2 separate regions of the Zea mays genome follow, and region 1 is linked to region 2. Evidence: chromatin contacts called from public Hi-C data. All regions are on one chromosome and are shown on one strand. The core of a region is the stretch at or near the end of the contact, and the rest is flanking DNA. Distances in the headings are between cores, read along the strand shown.

Region 1 (4,337 bases), core at 1,199-3,698, 300 kb after region 2:
GAAACCTAAACCATCTAAGTAGCATATAGTTTATACTTATGTACACATCTAGCATTTAATTGTCTTGTGCAAACTATAAAACAACACATGATATATAGTATATATTAGAACAACTATATTTTCTATAGTAACATATTATGTGTCAATTTTGGATATCGTGATAAAAAATAATGGGTTAGAAATAGTCTAGAGGTGCTCTATATGAGCATTGGATGTTGAACAATCCCGAGCGCATATCACTATTAGAGCAAGTATAATAAATTGATGTGGCCCTAGAGATGCCCTATATGAGCATTGAATGTTGAGCAATCTCTAACGCATATCACTATTAGAGCAAGTATAATAAGGTGATGTAGGCGGGTTGTAAGAGATGATATGCCAGATTTATGGTGACGTGAAAGAAAGATAAATGGAGAGACGAAGAAATTAAAGTGAGCTCCTAACTAGTAGCCAGGTAAGAGTAGACTACTCGCACACTTTAAGACACTTTGTGAGAGAAATGGATGTAGCAAGTTTGAAGGACTCTTTTTTAAAAAGCCAGAGTCCTACCAAACACCTCTTTTTTTTAAAAAAAACGGCTTACTGCGAAAAACACTTAAAAGCTAGAGCCATTTTGGCTGTCTCTGGCACTTTAATACATGGAAATGACTTTGACTTTACGATAAGTTGTTTCTGCCAAACGATTTGCGAAATAGCTTCACCTCTAACAAAAAAAATTGTTTTTGTGCAAAAGCCAGAGCTAAAGCTGTTTTAGAAGGGTTATTAAATGAGCAGGCTTTAACATAGCAACACCATAAAACTCTGTATATATAGACTTTATTATCAAACTTGCTCTTAGTTGATCATACCTTTGAGGCCAGGTAAGCCACCTGGCAGCGTTGTATATGTGCCTGTCAAGGCTGCCCTCTGACACGAGCTCATAGACGATGAGGAGCCCCTTGCAGCAGTCGCACCAACCGATCAACCGCACGAGGTTGCGGTGCCTCAGCCGGCTGATGATCTTCACCTCGGCCTCGAACTCCTTCCTCCCCTGCATGGACGACTCCGAGAACTTCTTTATGGCCACGCGGCGGTCCTGGCCGTCAATGTTGAGGCGGCCCTGGTAGACGTGGCCGAAGCCGCCTCGCCCGAGCTTCGTCTCTTCCGAGAAGTTGCGCGTCGCGGCCGCGAGTTCGCGATAGGAATACCTCTTTGGGCCGACGCCCTTCTCAAACTCAGCCTCCTCTCCGTCGTGTTCGTCGTCGTCGAGCTCGCCGGCGCCGGATGCTTCCTTGGACGTCTTCCACATCCTCAGTTTCCGCCTTAGAAGAAACCCAGTTAAAGCGCACACGACCACAAACGCAGCTGCAGAAGACACTGCTATCGCGCTGCTACGCGCCTTGGATTTGTTTTTGGAGACGATGGCCTGAGAGGGCGCAGGTGGCCTGGTCTCACCATCCTTCGACGACGCCAGGGTAGAGTTGAAGGACCACGACAGGAGCTGGTGCATCTCCACGTTGTTGCCGGTGGAAGCAGCGAAGCCGACGGCCACCATCTGGGGCAAGCTTTTCCTCATGTCGACGTTGGCGCTGACACGGTACGGTGCCCCGCTCATCCAGAGGGTGACGGACAGCGTCTCCGTTGTGTTGTCGAAGGCGACGTCGGCTGCCAGGGTCTCGCCGGACTTGATGCTCTTGTCGGGCGAGATGGAATCGGTAGAGACGATGGAGTTGACGTCGATGCCGACGTGGTTGCCATCCGCATCCTCCAACTCGTCGTTCTCGAACGTGTCGAACTCGACCGCCACGGCGCGGTCGTCGCCCGTGGCGTTCCTGTTGGTGCTGTCGTTGAAGAGGCCCAGGTTCCTGCCGAAGCTGCTGGGGGGCACCCGTCCGGGGTGGTGCGCGAGGAAGAACGCCATCCCGTCGCCGCTCGGGGACCCCGGTTGTGCTCGCTTGATCCGGAAGGTGAAGGAGGTGGTGAAGCTGGCGAGCTCGCCGGTGGCGCCGTTCCAGAGGGGTATCGGCTGCGTGTACACCAGCCGCCCGACGCTTTTGTTGTTGTGGTTGTCCATGCCGTTCTTGGTCAGCTCGATCGCGTCCTCGGTGCTGTGGAAGTAGGCGTCGCTGGAGCAGGCCAGCTCCGCGTTCTGGGCGGTGCAGGTGGAATCGGGGTCTGAGAAGTTGAAATGGAAAGAGAGCGAGGCGGCGAGGGGAACGTGGACGGAGGACAGCACGTAGCAGAGGCAGCACAGCGTGGGTAGAAGGCCGCCAGAGCTCATTACCGCCATTGTTGCAGCTTGTTAGGTACTACTACTAGGGAGAGCTGCTAGGTTTGGTCGGAGAATAATTGAACAGGGACACTCAGAGATTATCCGTATCTTCGCAGCACGGGCACGGCAGAGGGCAGACCATCAGTCCGCATGCTGACCTGGTCTGCAGGTGCCTCCCTAGGAGATACCGACGCAGCACTGTGGCTTCCCACGGAGTGCCCGTCGGGAGCCCTGGACATATTTGCCATTCTTACGCAGGCCTTGCGTTTCCATACCCATATTTAATTTAATCTACGTGTGTTAGAGTGAATTAGAGTAAAAAAATGGAATACATCTCGTATCGTCCAAGACTCCAAGGTAAAGCTCCCAAAATGTGTTGTGTTCTCAAAGCAAGCATAGTAGCCAGCTCGGATTGAACTGATGTCCAGCTATTTATCAGGCCATTTGGCTGGTTTGGGATTTCAAGGGAGGCGTAAATTAGGCGTAGTGCGGATGAGTACCAGAGCGGACATACAAACGAGACAAACCAACACGGCCAAACTAAAATTGAACAACTTGTTGATGGACACCAATCGGACGAATGCGATGGGAAGATGCATGGAGTTCACAGTTCAGAAGAGTGGTGAGAGCCACCTAGCCATTTGTGAGAGAATCCACTCAACCTTTGTTTGGGGTACCTCACTCACTACACGAGTTCCAATGGTTTTCGGCGGCCAGGGTTATTTTCGGCGGCCTCACACAAGCCACCGAAAATAACTAGTAAATTTCGGCGGTTCGTACGAGCCGACGAAAATAAAGCAAATTTCGGTGGGTTGGGCCCATGGCCGCCGAAATTTAAATTATTTTCAATGGTCGTGCTCTGGTCGCCGAAATTTAACCGTTTTTTACCCCCCCCCCCCCTCCCTGAAACCCCTTCTTCTTTCTTATTTTCGTTTCTTCCTACTCGCTCCCGACGTTGTGCGCTTGTGCCCAACGACGGCGCCCCAGCGTCCGCCTTTGGCTCGCCACGCCACTATTTGTCCTTGGCTGCCTCTCTCTAGCTGTAGGCTCTGGCGGCTATCGCCCCCACGTGCGGCAGCGCTCGCCGCGCCGCCCTGCCAGCGTGCTCACCGACGCCGCCACTCGGTCGCGCTCTGGGCAAGAGCTTGCCGACAACGCCCCTTCCCTAAGTGCATCTGCTGGTCACGAGCTCAAGCATCGCACCGGTGTCTGGCCAACCATGCACGACCCTTCTCCGAACTTGTGATTTTTTTCAATAGGATTGAAATTATGACCGAATAGCAAATTTTCTTGTTTTTTGAAGGTATTCTATGTTTATCGGTATGATCGATTCGACGGAGTTGCGGTCACGTGGGGGCTCTTCGTCGTAGATTGGTTATGGTAGCAGCCGTAGTCGGCGCTCGAGCATGGAGGAGGCTATGAGGGAGCAGCAAGAAAGGTTTCATGAAGAGCTGCAGCAATAGCAAATGGCATTCGTCCGACAACAATCAGAGTACATGGCTGCTTACAACGCACAGGCGCAACAAGCAATGAACGTGAGTGTCGTATTATTCTCAACACGGTCGTATATTTGTCCTATAACTAATATAATGTGTTTGCAACAGTCTTGGTTTTCAGATCAAGCACAACAACAACCATTCGTTTTCCCTCAATTTCAGTTGTGGATGCCTCAGTGGGAATTACATGCTCCGACACCTCCTCCAGCTCAGGTGCGTCGATAAGTATCTCTACTCGAATGTATTATGAACTAGAACTTACTATAAACCAGGTCGGGTGTGTCATTCAAATTTAATTTAATTTAGACTTGTCGTTTGTATTAACCTTTCAAATCTTGGCTTAACTTGATTTTATTGGGATCGGGGGTTATGGGCCACAACATACCACCACCGGTGCCAGCACCAGGAGAAGCTTCTAGAGGGGAGGGAGCTACTACAGAGGAGGTCAAATTGACAAATAATTCATTTGAACAGTGGTATGTAGTTATTAATACATTCTTCTTTCTTTCGGACTCCAAACCAGATAGACGACTTCATCAACAACTTCTTCGCTTCTGGGGTAGTGGTCACAACTCAAACGACCCCTATAT
Region 2 (4,030 bases), core at 656-3,155:
TTAAAAAAATAAAATAGATCTTCCAAATAAAGTGAATATATGGCCCACACATAAAATATTAAACTATTGATACTGTATTTTATCTTAGTCAAAAACGAGAGAGAGGATATATGTTGAAAATGAGACCTGTCTTTTTTTTTATAGCTCGCTCGGCTGCTTAACCTCCTTCCTTTAGCAAGGTGGTACTATTCGTTAGCGATACACTGCAAACCTTCATGTTGTGTTGGGTTGAATGTTTACTAGTGACCCATCTATGAGGTAACGACACGACGACAGTGAAACCAAAATCGGTGTTTTATAGGAGTACAGGTAATAATAGAGTTAGAAATATTTTTGGGATTTGGGAAGGAGGTACAATTTATATATTAGTCAAGCTGTTTTCAGAGCCGTATAAAATATTTTTAAAAAAAGTCGTACCAAACAGCCTTTGATACAATAATTAAACTGTGTAGTATTATTACTAAGAGTTATTTCGCTTCTAAAAAAATAGTTGAATATCGAAATACAAAACGACGACAAGTAACTCTTTCTAGTTGCTTGTGCTAAATATATAGACCTTTAAACTTTTATTTTGGATAGTGAAATACGTACACTAAACGCTAAATTTATACGTTTATATATAATTCCCTCGTAGGGTTCCTAGTGCCATGGGCTCTATGTCGTTGGCAGCTGCACCTGCTGTCGACGGCCCTACGAAATGGCGCACTACGGACTAAAACAAGATTTAAACAAAATAACAATACTAATTTTGTTAGTGGATAACTGTCGAGTTGAAGAGAAAGGAAACTTGGGGCGACCATATAGAGGGCCTCTTTGGTCCATTTTTTTATGAGGAGCTTTTCTCATATTCTAGTTGTGAGTGAAATCTAATTGTGAAGAGAATCTTGATTTATTCGTTTCGGATTAAAGTCAGTTGTTTGAACTGCTGTAGCTAGAATCTATAGAGATAAAACAATGTAGAACAAGTAGAAATCGATACGAATTAAAGCCAAGTGAATAGGGTATTTGAGTATCGTGGAGATTACGTGCGGGGAAACATGAGTCTATAGGGTTAAGTACGTAAAAGTGACAGTTTCCTACTCCCGCAATTCGCAATGACTCAGCCGGTTTTTTGTTCACATTGATTTTGGATGGTTTTGACTAAAGTGATTTTTATAGAAGGGACCTGAAAAGCTAGGCGTTTGGTAGTCTGCAGTAGCTTCTGGTAGCCAGAAGCTGAAAACAACCGAAACAAAAAGGTCTAGGCAAAAAAAACCTGTTACCCATTATCCAAATTCGAACTACCCGAACCTGGATCTGAATTACCCGATCACTGATTCGAATTTTATTTGAGTAATTCGGGTTACCCATCCCATACCCGATTTGCACCAAATTACCCGAATTTCTAAAAGGCATCTCCTTACATGTAACATTATACAACATAAATAGCCTAGCCCACGTTTGTAATCCCACTGACCAACTCGGTGTCTCGAGCTCTCGGCCTCTTGGGGCACTCGACCGCTCCCAAGCAGGCTCTCAGGTCACAACTGTCCTACTCGGCTACTCGCAGCCTCTCCCAGGCAGGCTCCTAGCCGCACCCACAATCCACGCCATGGAGAACCCTAGCGCCATCGTGGCGTCGCCCGGCCACCGACCACCTGCGACCTGCCACCACCCCACGTTGCCGGACGCCGGTGGCCACGCCTCACCACGCCTGAGTCCTGACGCTCTAGGCCCCTAGTCCTGTTAGCGACAGGTGGCGGCACCGTGAGGAAGAAGGTACAGAGCAATGGGTCAGAGGGGAGAGAGGAAGCAGTCAGTAGATGGTAGAATGTAATTGTTGTTGTGTTTCTTTCTACCCCTTTCCTTCTCTCCTGGATACAAATAACTCTCTCACTATTACAACAGCCATTTTGGGCCGGCATATCGAACACTGGGCTTCTTCACACGACAGCCCATTGCGATGGCTTCTCCACATGCTTCACTTGCTTGTCTTGTATATAAGAGGCACTGACATCCCCCCTCCTTTGGACGACTCTTGCCCCCAAGCATCTGCATCTGGAAACGCCAGTTGGAGCACCTCAGTATCCTGCCATGATGATAGAGCCGCGTCCATACCGGACCAGTGCACAAGAACTTGGTCGATAGTTGGTCGATAGTTGGTCGATGGAGGAACCACCGCGTGACACCGTTCTGCGATCCAAGATCTGTGCATGGTACTGAAGAGCAAGGTTAGCAGTTGGCATGGAAGAACTCACCAGTTGGGGAGGGTGAACATATGGTTTGATCTCGGAGACATGGAACACCGAGTGAACTGCTGCCGATTCCGGTAGACGCGGTTTATAGGCGACCTTGCCAATGTGTTGGATAATCTCGTAAGGCCCAAAGAACTTGAAACTGAGTTTATGTGGCTTGCTCGAGTGGCTACGGACCCTTGGATGTAAGGCTGTAACTTCACATAAACGAAATCCCCTACAACAAATCCATGGTTAGTCCTGCCCTTATCATCCTGGTGCTTCATTCTCGCTGAGCACGCATGAGGTTCTGTTTCACCACACGAAGCATGACTGCATGAGTTCCCTGCTTGATAACCAGTCAGCCAACTCAGCAGTGGACACCGCGTCTGCAGGCACCAAGCTAAACTGTCTAGAGGGTCAGCCATAAACAACCTCAAATGGAGACATTCCCAATGATGAATGAGAACAAGTATTGTACCAGAATTCGGCTAGTGGAAGCCAGTGACTCCGTTTGGTTGGACAGGAATGAGTGAAACTGCTCAAGAAGGTCTCCAGTCACTGATTGACCTGTTCTGTCTATCCGTCGCTCTGAGGATGGTATGTTGTGCTCATTCGCAGTTTGGTGCCTAAAAGGTGAAAGAGTTCTTGCCACAGATGGCTTGTGAAGATACGGTCTGTATATGAGACTAGAGCATGAGGTAGTCCATGAAGTTTGTAGACGTTTGCCATGAAAGCTTGAGCAACTTTGAGTGTAGTGAATGGATGAAGCAAGCCGATGAAATGGGCATACTTACTGAACGTATCCACCACTACGAGGATACATTTAGCTGCACTGGATCAGGGTAACTCTTCAATAAAGTCCAGCGAGACCACTTGCTAGGCTTGGTCAGGAACAGGCAACGGCTGGAGTAACCTGGGATACTTGATGCGGTGGGGCTTCACTTGGTGGCAGACTGCCAGACTGTGCACAAAACGACAAATTCCTTGACCAACTTCTTAAGCCCTGGCCACGCAAAGAGCTGCTTGGCCGTCTGTGGTGACGGGAAAGCCAGAATGGCCTCCAAGCTCACTGTCGTGCAGTGCTGAAAGGATGTGAAGCTGAAGGTCTCGATTAGCACCTAGCCACACTCTGCCCTTATATCGGATGAGACCTTGGTGGAGGGAGTAGGGTTCCTGTGGAGAAGATTGTAATGCTAACACGGTGAGCAGCTAGGTTGCTCTTGCATCCTGGCTGTACCCTTGAACCACCTGAGAGCCACTGGGTAGCTGTGGACGACACACTATAAATCTCTAGGCCAACTGAAGTGCGACGTGGCAGAGCATCGACGGCATCGTTATTCACACCCTTTTTGTAGATGATCTGATATTGCAGGCCTAATAACTTGGTAAATACTCGCTGCTGCCACGGCGCGTGCAGGCGTTGATCAGACAAATGGGAGAGGTTGCGTTCATCAGTGTATATCACGAATTTCGAGTGCTAGAGATAAGGTCGCCATTCGTCCACTGCCAGGATAATAGCTAGGCACTCTTTTTCGTAGGTTGACAGTCCCAAATTTTTGGCGCCAAGTGCACGGTTGACAAAGGCCAGAGGGTGGCCATCCTGTGTAAGTATGTCACCAATACCCGTACCTGATGCGTCGTTCTCCATAACGAATGGTCTGTTGAAGTTGGGAAGTGCCGAAACCAGTGTAGTAGATAATGTTGTCTTGATGGTCTGGAATGCCTGATCATGCTCCAATGTCCAAACAAACAATGACAGACCGTTTGGATCCCTTCATTTTAGAGAAATTGTAATTTAAACAATGACGGACCGT

The links. A called contact is a pair of places that touch in the nucleus more often than the background predicts.
Region 1: a Hi-C map of ear shows a contact between it and region 2, with 5 times the contacts expected there. The contact joins the promoter of LOC103632604 here to the enhancer-like site in region 2. A contact is called at or near these places in 7 of 25 Hi-C or Micro-C datasets (bundle sheath, ear, leaf and 3 more).

What each region holds. Positions count from the first base shown.
Region 1 is chr7:96,934,210-96,938,546 of Zm-B73-REFERENCE-NAM-5.0, forward strand. It overlaps LOC103632604 (L-type lectin-domain containing receptor kinase IX.1), which reads right to left and starts at 2,449. Exons shown (of 2, transcript XM_008654360.4): 1 at 849-2,449. The coding sequence starts at 2,269.
Region 2 is chr7:96,632,871-96,636,900 of Zm-B73-REFERENCE-NAM-5.0, forward strand. No RefSeq gene overlaps it. Among protein-coding and RNA genes, the nearest start is that of LOC111589834, 17 kb to the right of the region's middle. Within about 2 kb of position 1,906, at least 16 of the 20 cell types and tissues checked have an H3K27ac peak or open chromatin away from gene starts, as enhancers often do. A contact at or near this core is called in ear, leaf, leaf mesophyll and 1 more, where this site is marked.